Linked DNA regions of Gossypium hirsutum: region 1 is linked to region 2. The links are chromatin contacts, called in public Hi-C maps. All regions are on one chromosome and are shown on one strand. Each heading gives the region's core, a stretch centred on a gene start, on an enhancer-like site or on the middle of the called end of the contact. The rest is flanking DNA. Distances are from core to core; before and after follow the strand shown.

Region 1 (4,284 bases), core at 1,689-4,188, 51 kb after region 2:
TCACATGAAGGCAACTATCCCATGCATGATATTGAGTTGGTTGCGGTTGTTTTCGCTTTAAAAATCTAGAGGCATTATCTGTATGGTGAGAGGTGTATCATCTACACTGATCACAAGAGCCTCAAGTATCTCCTTCCTCAGAAGGAGTTGAATTTAAGGTCACGTAGATGGATTGAGTTGCTTAAGGACTACTATTGTACCATTGAGTATTATCTTGGTAAGGCTTATATTATGGCTGATGCTCTTAGTCATAGATTGATGTTTGGTTTGAGGCTGATATTTGCTTGCCTAAGTCTGTTTGATGATGGTAGTCTTTTAGTCGAGTTGCAAGTTAAGCCAACTTAGATTGATTAGATTCAGGTTAAGCATTTAGTCAATTATTCACTGATTCTACGATTCGACAGGTTGAAGAAGGTAGGACTTTTGATTTTGGGTTGAATAGTGATGGGGTTCTATGTTTTAGAGGTCGGGTTTGTGTGCCTAATGATACTGAGTTGAGGCAATCTATACTGCGGGAAACGCATAGTAGCCCTTATGCTATGCATCCTAGTGGAAATAAGATGTATCGAGATCTCTGAAAGTTATACTGATGGCTCGATTTGAAGCAGGTGGTAACTAATTTCGTTTCTCATTGTCATACAAGCCTACAAGTTAAGGCTGAGCACCAACTGTCTTCGGGTTTGTTTCAACTCGTAAAGATTCCTATTTGGAAATGGAAGTGTGTGACTATGGACTTCATTAGTGGGTTGCCTTTAGCACTTACTAAGAAGAATTCTATTTGAGTTATCATGGATCATTTAACCAATTTTGCCCATTTTCTTTTGGTCAGGACTGACTTTTCTTTGCAGAAATTGGCTAAGTTATATATTTCCGAGGTGGTTAGACTTCATGGCGTTCTGCTCTCAATTATCTCTAATAGAGGCCCTCAGTTTATGTCTTGATTTTGGAAGAAACTGCATGAGGCTTTGGGTACTTGGTTAGATTTTAATATTGCATTCCATTCTTAGACTGATGGGCAGTCAGAGTGAGTGATTCAGATTTTATAGTATATGTTACGGAGTTGTGTCATCAACTTTCGTGGTAGTTGGGAGGAGTTTCTGCACTGGCTAATATAATAACAACTTTCATTCTAGTGTTCAGATGGCACCATACGAGGCTCAGTATGGTCGTAAATGTCGCACCCCTTTGTGTTGGACTAAGTTAGGTGAGAGGTGGATTTTGGGTCCTAATTTGGTTTCTGAGACAACTTCTGGTAGACAGAAATCTTACATGGATCTGAAAATGAGAGATATTGAGTTTGGTGTAGAAGATCGAGTTTTCTTTAAGGTATCTCCATGGAAAAAAGTCATTTGGTTCAGATGTAAGGGCAAGTTGAGCCCTAGATTCATTAGGCCTTATCGGATTCTGAAACAAGTTGGGCCAGTCGCTTATTAGTTGGAGTTGCCTCTGGAGTTAGATCGTATTCATGATGTGTTTCACGTCTCTATGTTGAGACGATATCGGTTTGACACATCTCATATTGTGTTTGTTGAAGAGATTGATGTAAGACCGGATTTAACTTTTGAAGAGGAACCTGTTCAGATTCTGGATCAAGAGGTTAAGGTCTTGAGAAGGAAGACCATTCCTTTAGTTAAGGTTTTGTGGTGGAATCATGACATTAAGGAAGCCATTTGGAAACATGAGGACTCAATTCGATAGCAATACCCACATCTATTTGAATCAGGTAAATTTTGAGGCCAAAATTTCTTTTTGGGGAGGAGAGTTATAACGCCCCAAAAATTTGAGTTTTAATTTACTAAAATTTGTCAAGTTAAGTGATCTTCTTCAGTGGTTAAGTCCTTTGGATATGTGTTTGAGGTCATGTGTTCAAATCTCGCTCTTTGAAATTTTTGCTATTTTTGTTTCTGTCCCTATCTCTGTTTACTGGGCTTAAATTTTATTTTCGCATAACTTGTGCCAAGAGTGAGTCTATTGGTTCAGTGGTAGAGAGTCAGCTTATCTTTTAGATTTTATTTTATTTTGAAATTAAAAAAGTGGATTTCTCAAAATCTTTCCCCACTTGGCACGTTTCTTCTTTTCTCCTTATTCTGTTCATTTTGTTTCTTTTTCCTGTTCACATAGATTCTAGTAAAGGAAGGTCTTCAACTTTTCTTTCTTACTTTCTTGATTTTGTTTCCCAAAATTTTCTTTGTGTTCTTAGCTGGTTGTTTTTGTGGTACTCAATTTCGGTGGTTGGTGTTGATTGAATTGTTTATTACTCGATTATTGCGTAAGTATTGTCTATATTTGTTTCTTCTGTTACTGAGGCTCTTCATTTCGTTATTTGTTTTTTGCTAAGTTAGGGTTTGAGTGCTACGTTTTCTGTTATTAATCTTTTGGGTTATCTAGGTAAAGGTCGCGGAACGATTAATCCACAGGAGGATTAAAGCTTGTGAAGGTGTTGTTTACGTCCAAAGGTAAGGGATTTATGCCAATTTGGAATTGTCGTGGCTGTTTGGGTTAATCGTATTGTGGATTGGATTGATATTTTAGGAAAATCGAGGTAATATGCCTTGCCACTATAGCTATCACTTCTTGATATTTGATTTTTTACTTTAATAACTTATATTTTAAAATAATTTAATTAGAATTGGAGAGTGGATTGAATATTAATGGGTGTATAATAATAATTGCATATTTTTAAATTTTAGTGATGTGACTTAATTTTATTGGTGCCTAAAAACTTTAATTTTTAGGGTCATCCTAATATAAGTTATTCTCTTATTTATAACCGATTCTATTCTAAGCGGTGAGTTTCATATTTTTCTCCATTAGACTAATGAGACTATCTGGCTCCAAAGGCTAAATCTTCATGTGGAAGCATTCCAAGTCGCACATCCTCATCACTGAAGGTCATTAAAGGCTTGGGTAACAGATAGGAAAGGAAATAAAAGAGAATAAGAGAAAAGGCACTGGTTTCTTAGGCGGCTGTTGAAGAAAGTAATTAGGAAGACGCAAGGTGACATGGGAGAGACAGATTGACATTAATGTGTGAGCTAGCTCAGAATCTACCGATTATGCCATAACACCACACACTAAATATTCTACTCCCAAAACAATGTTGTTGGCCACATAAATCTATCTTTTTGCTTTTGATTTGGACCCTATATAATATTATTTCCTTCATTAACTTCACGTGAATTTGTTCAATTTTGGTTTGATAAATAATCAAAACACTAAGATATGTGGAATCATATACGCCTTCCCAATTCCAAAATGGAACGACTTTCCCTCACATGACTTTTCTCTTTTCTTTTCTTTTTTTAATGAAAAAAATTTATTTATCACTTTAACTAGGAATCCTCAGTCTTTAATTTAGGCTTAATATTCTTATACTCGATAATGATATTTGAAAATAAGTAAAATATCATACAAAATACGATATGACATAAAAAAATCTCGTAAACACTATATACAAAAATGCCAAAATATATCAAATAAATAAATTATTAATAATATTTAAAAATTATGTAAAATTATTACAAGTTAAGCACAATTATTATAGCTCATGTTTCATGTTTTTACAATTTCAGCATTTTACTTAATTGTAATTAGTGTATATATGTTGGTTACTTCCTAATTACGGTTGCTATATATAGAGGACTAGTTAAATATTATTGTTGAACAATTTTGGGTCGAAAAAGAAAAAATAATTTAGGGTGAGTTTGAATGAAAATTTTTAGTATTTAATATTTTGGATGTGTCTGATAACTATTTTAATTTTTTATTAAATATAAAATTTTCAGTAAAAAAATGTTGAATAAAATAAATAGATAAGTAGTTATTTATCATTTAATGTAGAAAATATTAATTTATTTTTATTTTATTAAAAATTAAAATAAATTATTGTTCTAAATGAAATATTTAAATTACCTTATTTTATTTCTAAAACTATTTAAAATAATATAAAATATTTCATTAATAAATTTAAAACTAAGAAACTACCCAAAAAAACTAAGAAATGGATCATTTTTACTTTCATCAAACAACATAATTATATTTAATATTTATATTAATATTTAGTAATTTAGTAAATAATTTTTTTAATAAATTTATCAAACACCCGTAATTTAGAAAAGAAATTTGGGTTAAAAAATGTGTTAAAAAAGTCTTATTAAAAAAATATATAATTTAAAAGTTTTAAACATTTTGCATTATTATGAAAGAAGTTGAGTAAAAATATGAAATAATAAAAATATATGCTTAAAATAATAAATGTATAATAAAGACATTTTATATGCTTAA
Region 2 (4,778 bases), core at 1,807-4,306:
TATCTTTCTTACTATCTCAGCAACCATAGATGATATAAAATTATCTTTTTTGGTAATGATTAAAGAGGCAAGCAGCCAAATTTAAGGCGGGGGGGGGGGGGGGAAGAAAAACAGGACAAAAGGTACAAGAATACATGATCTAACTGTTTTTGCACGTAAGAAGCAACATTAAATTTGCATGGCAAGGTCCAGTCTATGTGCAGCAGTAGAATATAGTATAGTGGAAGCACAATGAAAAGGGAAGTATAAACTGAAATGGTTCTTTAGAGAGCTAGTAATGCATCATACTGAATTAAACAATTTCGAACATTCTGGCCATCATACTGAAGAAGTCTCATATTAGCATGTGTGAATTATCTAATTCAAGATAGCACTGCATTTTCATACACTTTGGTGACAGTTCAAAGATAAATGTTCTGTCTCCATTCAAAATAGGCCAAAGATTCCACCTATGTACCATTTGGTTCTTTGAAATGATTTAAATCTTGAAACATGTGGAGATCCTTTTCATGCACTGATCTTAACTGTAAATCTAATGCTTTAATCTATCTCAAATATGATTTGAATAAAATTTAAATTTATTTATTTATATTTTTTAAAATCATATCTAAAATAAACATGGTAACTGTTTATGATACTTGTTAACAAAAACATCACTTAAAATTAAGAAATTATAGCGTTTTTCAAAAACAATTTTCAATTGCAACAATGATACTAACCATTAATGAAGCAATTTAATTCCAACCATTAAAAAGTGAACAGATAATTAGTGAGGAAGTTAATCATCTCCTATAGTTTTACTTGACCTATCTAACTCTAAAAGAGAAAGACATGATGAAAAAAGATTGAACTTTCTTTGTTATATTAGTCCAAGTTATTTTGTAAAAATGAAAAAAGAAAAACTAATGAATTTGTAAACCTCCAAGGCATTTAATATATATGACAATTAGTTTAGTACTGTTACTGAGGTTAAATTTTTTATTTTTAATTTCAAGTGTCTTAAAAATTAAAATATTCATTTTAAATTGGAAACTAAAATAAATTCACATAATATTCAAATTATTATATATGAAATATAAATTGTAAATATTAATTTGAATATGCAATCATATTTTAAATATTAAAATCATAGAAAATAATAGAAAATGAGAATGAACCTTTGAATTACAAGTTTAATAATTTGTCTTAAACGTTGATTATACCAATCAGCTCAGTCAGACATAACGATTTAATGATGACTAGGTAAGAAAGTAGTGCTAATTAAAAATTAATGATATTAATAATAGTCTAAATATAATACTTAATTTAATTACGTACTGAATATGGAAATATTTTAAGGAATTACACTTCAGTGCAACTAAATCATATATTTTGGTTAAGGGTTGAATTATAAATAAAGATATTTTCATAATTTTAATTCAAACCCAGTTTTTTTTTTTTTTTTAAAAAAAAATCAAATCACCTACTATGGAGATTTTTACTTTGGTTCCAAAAACTAATTTGATAACTTTGATTTAAACAGCCAAAACCAAGATTAAACAGGCCTAAAGTTGAATACTAATTCAAAACATCAATATTTATTTGCGTATGATTTCAACTCTAAGTTAGGTCAAAATAGAATCAAGAAACTTATTATGGTTCCAAAATTCTATGTCCTGAGACCACTTGCTTTGTAGGAAAAGTTAAAGATTCTGTCCAAGTAAGCAATGGAAAAGGCAAAAATAGAATGAGATGAAATGGTGGCTAACACAATTACCCACTTATTACCAACATGGCAAAGATTTAGAAAAGAAGCTTCAGAATACCTGTAAATCCGGAGCTCTGCCTGAATCGTTGTATTCCCATGGCAAGTTATTCTCACTACGGATATCTTCGTACCGCGTAGTGTTTTGCATTAACATATCATTTTGAGTTTGAGTTTGGATCATTTCAGCAGATCTTAGCCAGGGAAACATAGGGATCTAAACATACAAATTCAATACAGATGTTAGTGGTCTTTCTTTCAGTTAATATATATTGCATTTATATATTCCATATCATGAACAAGCACTTCAGATGTCAATTTCTGGGCATAGCAATGTAGTGGCACTAAATCTCTATAGAGGGTTTCTTTTCCCTTTGCTTTAGAGATAAGTCTAATCCAGTATCAAATTTAGATCTAATATCAATCTTTTTCATTAACAAAAAATCTAGTATTTTCCAAGGTAAGCATTTCATTCTAATAATTAAATCCAAATACAAATTCTCATATTCATGTTCCCAAACTTAAACTATATATATATATATATACATGCTTCACTGAATCAAGTCTGTCCTCATGTTATTCCACCCTTCAATTCAACCCTACCAAACAAGGAAGAGAAAAGAAGAATAAAGAACTAACCTGTGGAGGGAAAAGGAAAGGAGGCTGATAAGACTCATTAGGACTATGTGGAGGGGAGTGAAGCATTGGGTCTGAATTAAATTGCTCATTATCCACTTCATTTCCATTCTTCTTTGCTCCTGAACCTCCTTCACCATCATCTCTACCACTAACATTTCCCATTACTTTAAAAACAAGTAAGAAACACCTCAAATTAGTTAAATAGTCTCAACAATTTCTATTAAACCACAAAAACCCATCACTCCCCATGGAACCAAAAAAAACCCAGAAAAACCAAAAAAGCAGAACTGATCAAATATACTCGATGCTTTAGAAGGGGAGGGGGGTACTTTACTCACCCATGAGTGTAACTGGACTGCACAATCACAAGAAAGCAAGCAAAGGAACAAGTCAAGGGAAAGCACCATAATTTCTGCAACTTTACATTAATGTAATTTTCTTTATTAATTATTTATATGAGCATTTGATTGATTGATGGAGGTCTTAATGGGAAAGTGCTACTTGTCTACTCCATTTCTCTCACTCACTTCTGGATGAGTTGAAAAAAAAAAGAAAAAGCGGAAACAAGTGAATAATGAAAAGTGAAATTATTTATAATATTCTCCAATGAGTTTGGAAGAAAGATCCTTATAGTATAAATGGAGAAGTCATGGACCAACCAAGTCATGATGGTTGGCTCAAAAGAATGTTGTTTCTGCCTTTTGTCCACAATAACCCAACTGTTCCCCTATACACGTTGTGCCCTTCTTTACGGTTGATGCCTTGCGGGAATCATCTCCTGCCACGTCTCCTACATTCCCATTTCATATTTTATCTTTGTTTTTAATTACTCAACAATGCCTTCCTGTACACCTGTTCATAATTTGATTCTGGTCACGCCCCTCTAAACTTTTAATATCCTGCCACATCAATTTAATTTTTAAAAATTCATCAAATCATTTAATTAAATAAATTATTAAAAATTTATAAATATTAAAATACGATTCAATCAATTCATTTTGTAAGTCAACTGATCTAATTTCTTATTCCAAATTGATACCTTAATTAATTTTTAATTTAATCAATTCATTTGATTCTAAAATAATGATGTTTTCTTGTCAACTAATTATTAATGTAATAATAAATGGCTTCCATTGTTTAAATTTTTATTGGTATTAGTTCTTAATTTAATTCTAGACAATCCCTTCTTTTTATTTCAGATAAAAAAATATATATGGCATGTAAAAAAAATTAAAATTTTAAAATTTAAAGAAATATAAAAATTAAAAAATATAAAAAGTTATAATATTATAAAAATTATTTAAAAATTATAAATTTAAATGTTGTCCAAAGAAATACTACTCATTTATTAGCAAAGAAGCTCAACTCTCTTAAACGAGCATATACATCATTAAACAATACATTTTCTTCTTTCTCCTTTAAAGCACTACTCATTACCACTAGCACATTTGCTACATGGCGGGTGAATTGAGTTTAAATCACATATTGTACTAGTAATTCATATTGGAATACTCGTTGGGCAATGCCCCCACTAACATAGGAAAGGGTTTCGAACTATATAAACAATTCTTGTATTCTTTGTTCTTATTTTTTAGTTCTAGTTGTATCTTTAGTTGCAACTCCCAATACAATACTCAACACTATGAATTGTTATCAAAACTAGACACCTCACATGTCATGTAAGGATGTTACTTTTAAAATGCTCAAAAATGGAAGGTAGCTCAATTCCCAGATCCCCTATGTTAGATGACTTCAACTATGCCTACTGAAAAGAATGAATAAGAGTGTTTATTAAGTCTCTAGATGAGAAGGCATGGAAAGCTTATGGAGATGTTCTAGGTTGCTTTAATACTTAAGGTTGAGATGACATCATTTCTGACTTCTTTGATGCCTGTGAAGTATAAGGGTAAAGGTTGCTTTAATACTTAAGGTTGCTTCAATACTTAAGGCACTTAAGATCAAGCTTTCTGAAGAATTGCTTGTTTTTATGATTTTGGTATCGCTTCCTAGACTGTAACACTCGAACCCAGTCTAGGAATTTAGATTGGATCTCGGACGATACATTGATCACTGAAGAGATCTACGTAAAATTTTAGTTATCTAGTTAGAAAACACCCAGTTTATTTAAGTTATGTAAAACTTTTTAGTTATCAAATCCCATTATTCAACGCAAGGTATTTTAATTCAACCAATTTAATTCAAAACATTTCATACCATAGTGTTTAAAACAGAAATTACAATCTACAACCGTTTACATAAAACTCAGATTAAAAGAATTGATTATTAACCAGTTAAAGAAAAACGCGATGATTCTGAGACCTCCGACTTACTGAGTCCAACTGTAGAAAACGAAAGTGTACATAAAAGGGAAACACTAAGAGAGGATGAGCTACTT

The links. Hi-C and Micro-C count contacts between places; a contact is called where the count stands out from the background.
Region 1: a contact with region 2 is called in a Hi-C map of petal, with 3 times the contacts expected there. The contact joins the enhancer-like site here to the promoter of LOC107890445 in region 2. A contact is called at or near these places in 6 of 34 Hi-C or Micro-C datasets (anther, fibers, hypocotyl and 2 more).

What each region holds. Positions count from the first base shown.
Region 1 is chrA07:91,364,978-91,369,261 of Gossypium_hirsutum_v2.1, forward strand. No RefSeq gene overlaps it. Among protein-coding and RNA genes, the nearest start is that of LOC107890445, 50 kb to the left of the region's middle. Within about 2 kb of position 2,939, at least 2 of the 9 cell types and tissues checked have an H3K27ac peak or open chromatin away from gene starts, as enhancers often do.
Region 2 is chrA07:91,314,323-91,319,100 of Gossypium_hirsutum_v2.1, forward strand. It overlaps LOC107890445 (SNF1-related protein kinase regulatory subunit beta-2), which reads right to left and starts at 3,057. Exons shown (of 6, transcript XM_016814862.2): 1 at 2,722-3,057; 2 at 2,384-2,547; 3 at 1,806-1,961. The coding sequence starts at 2,725.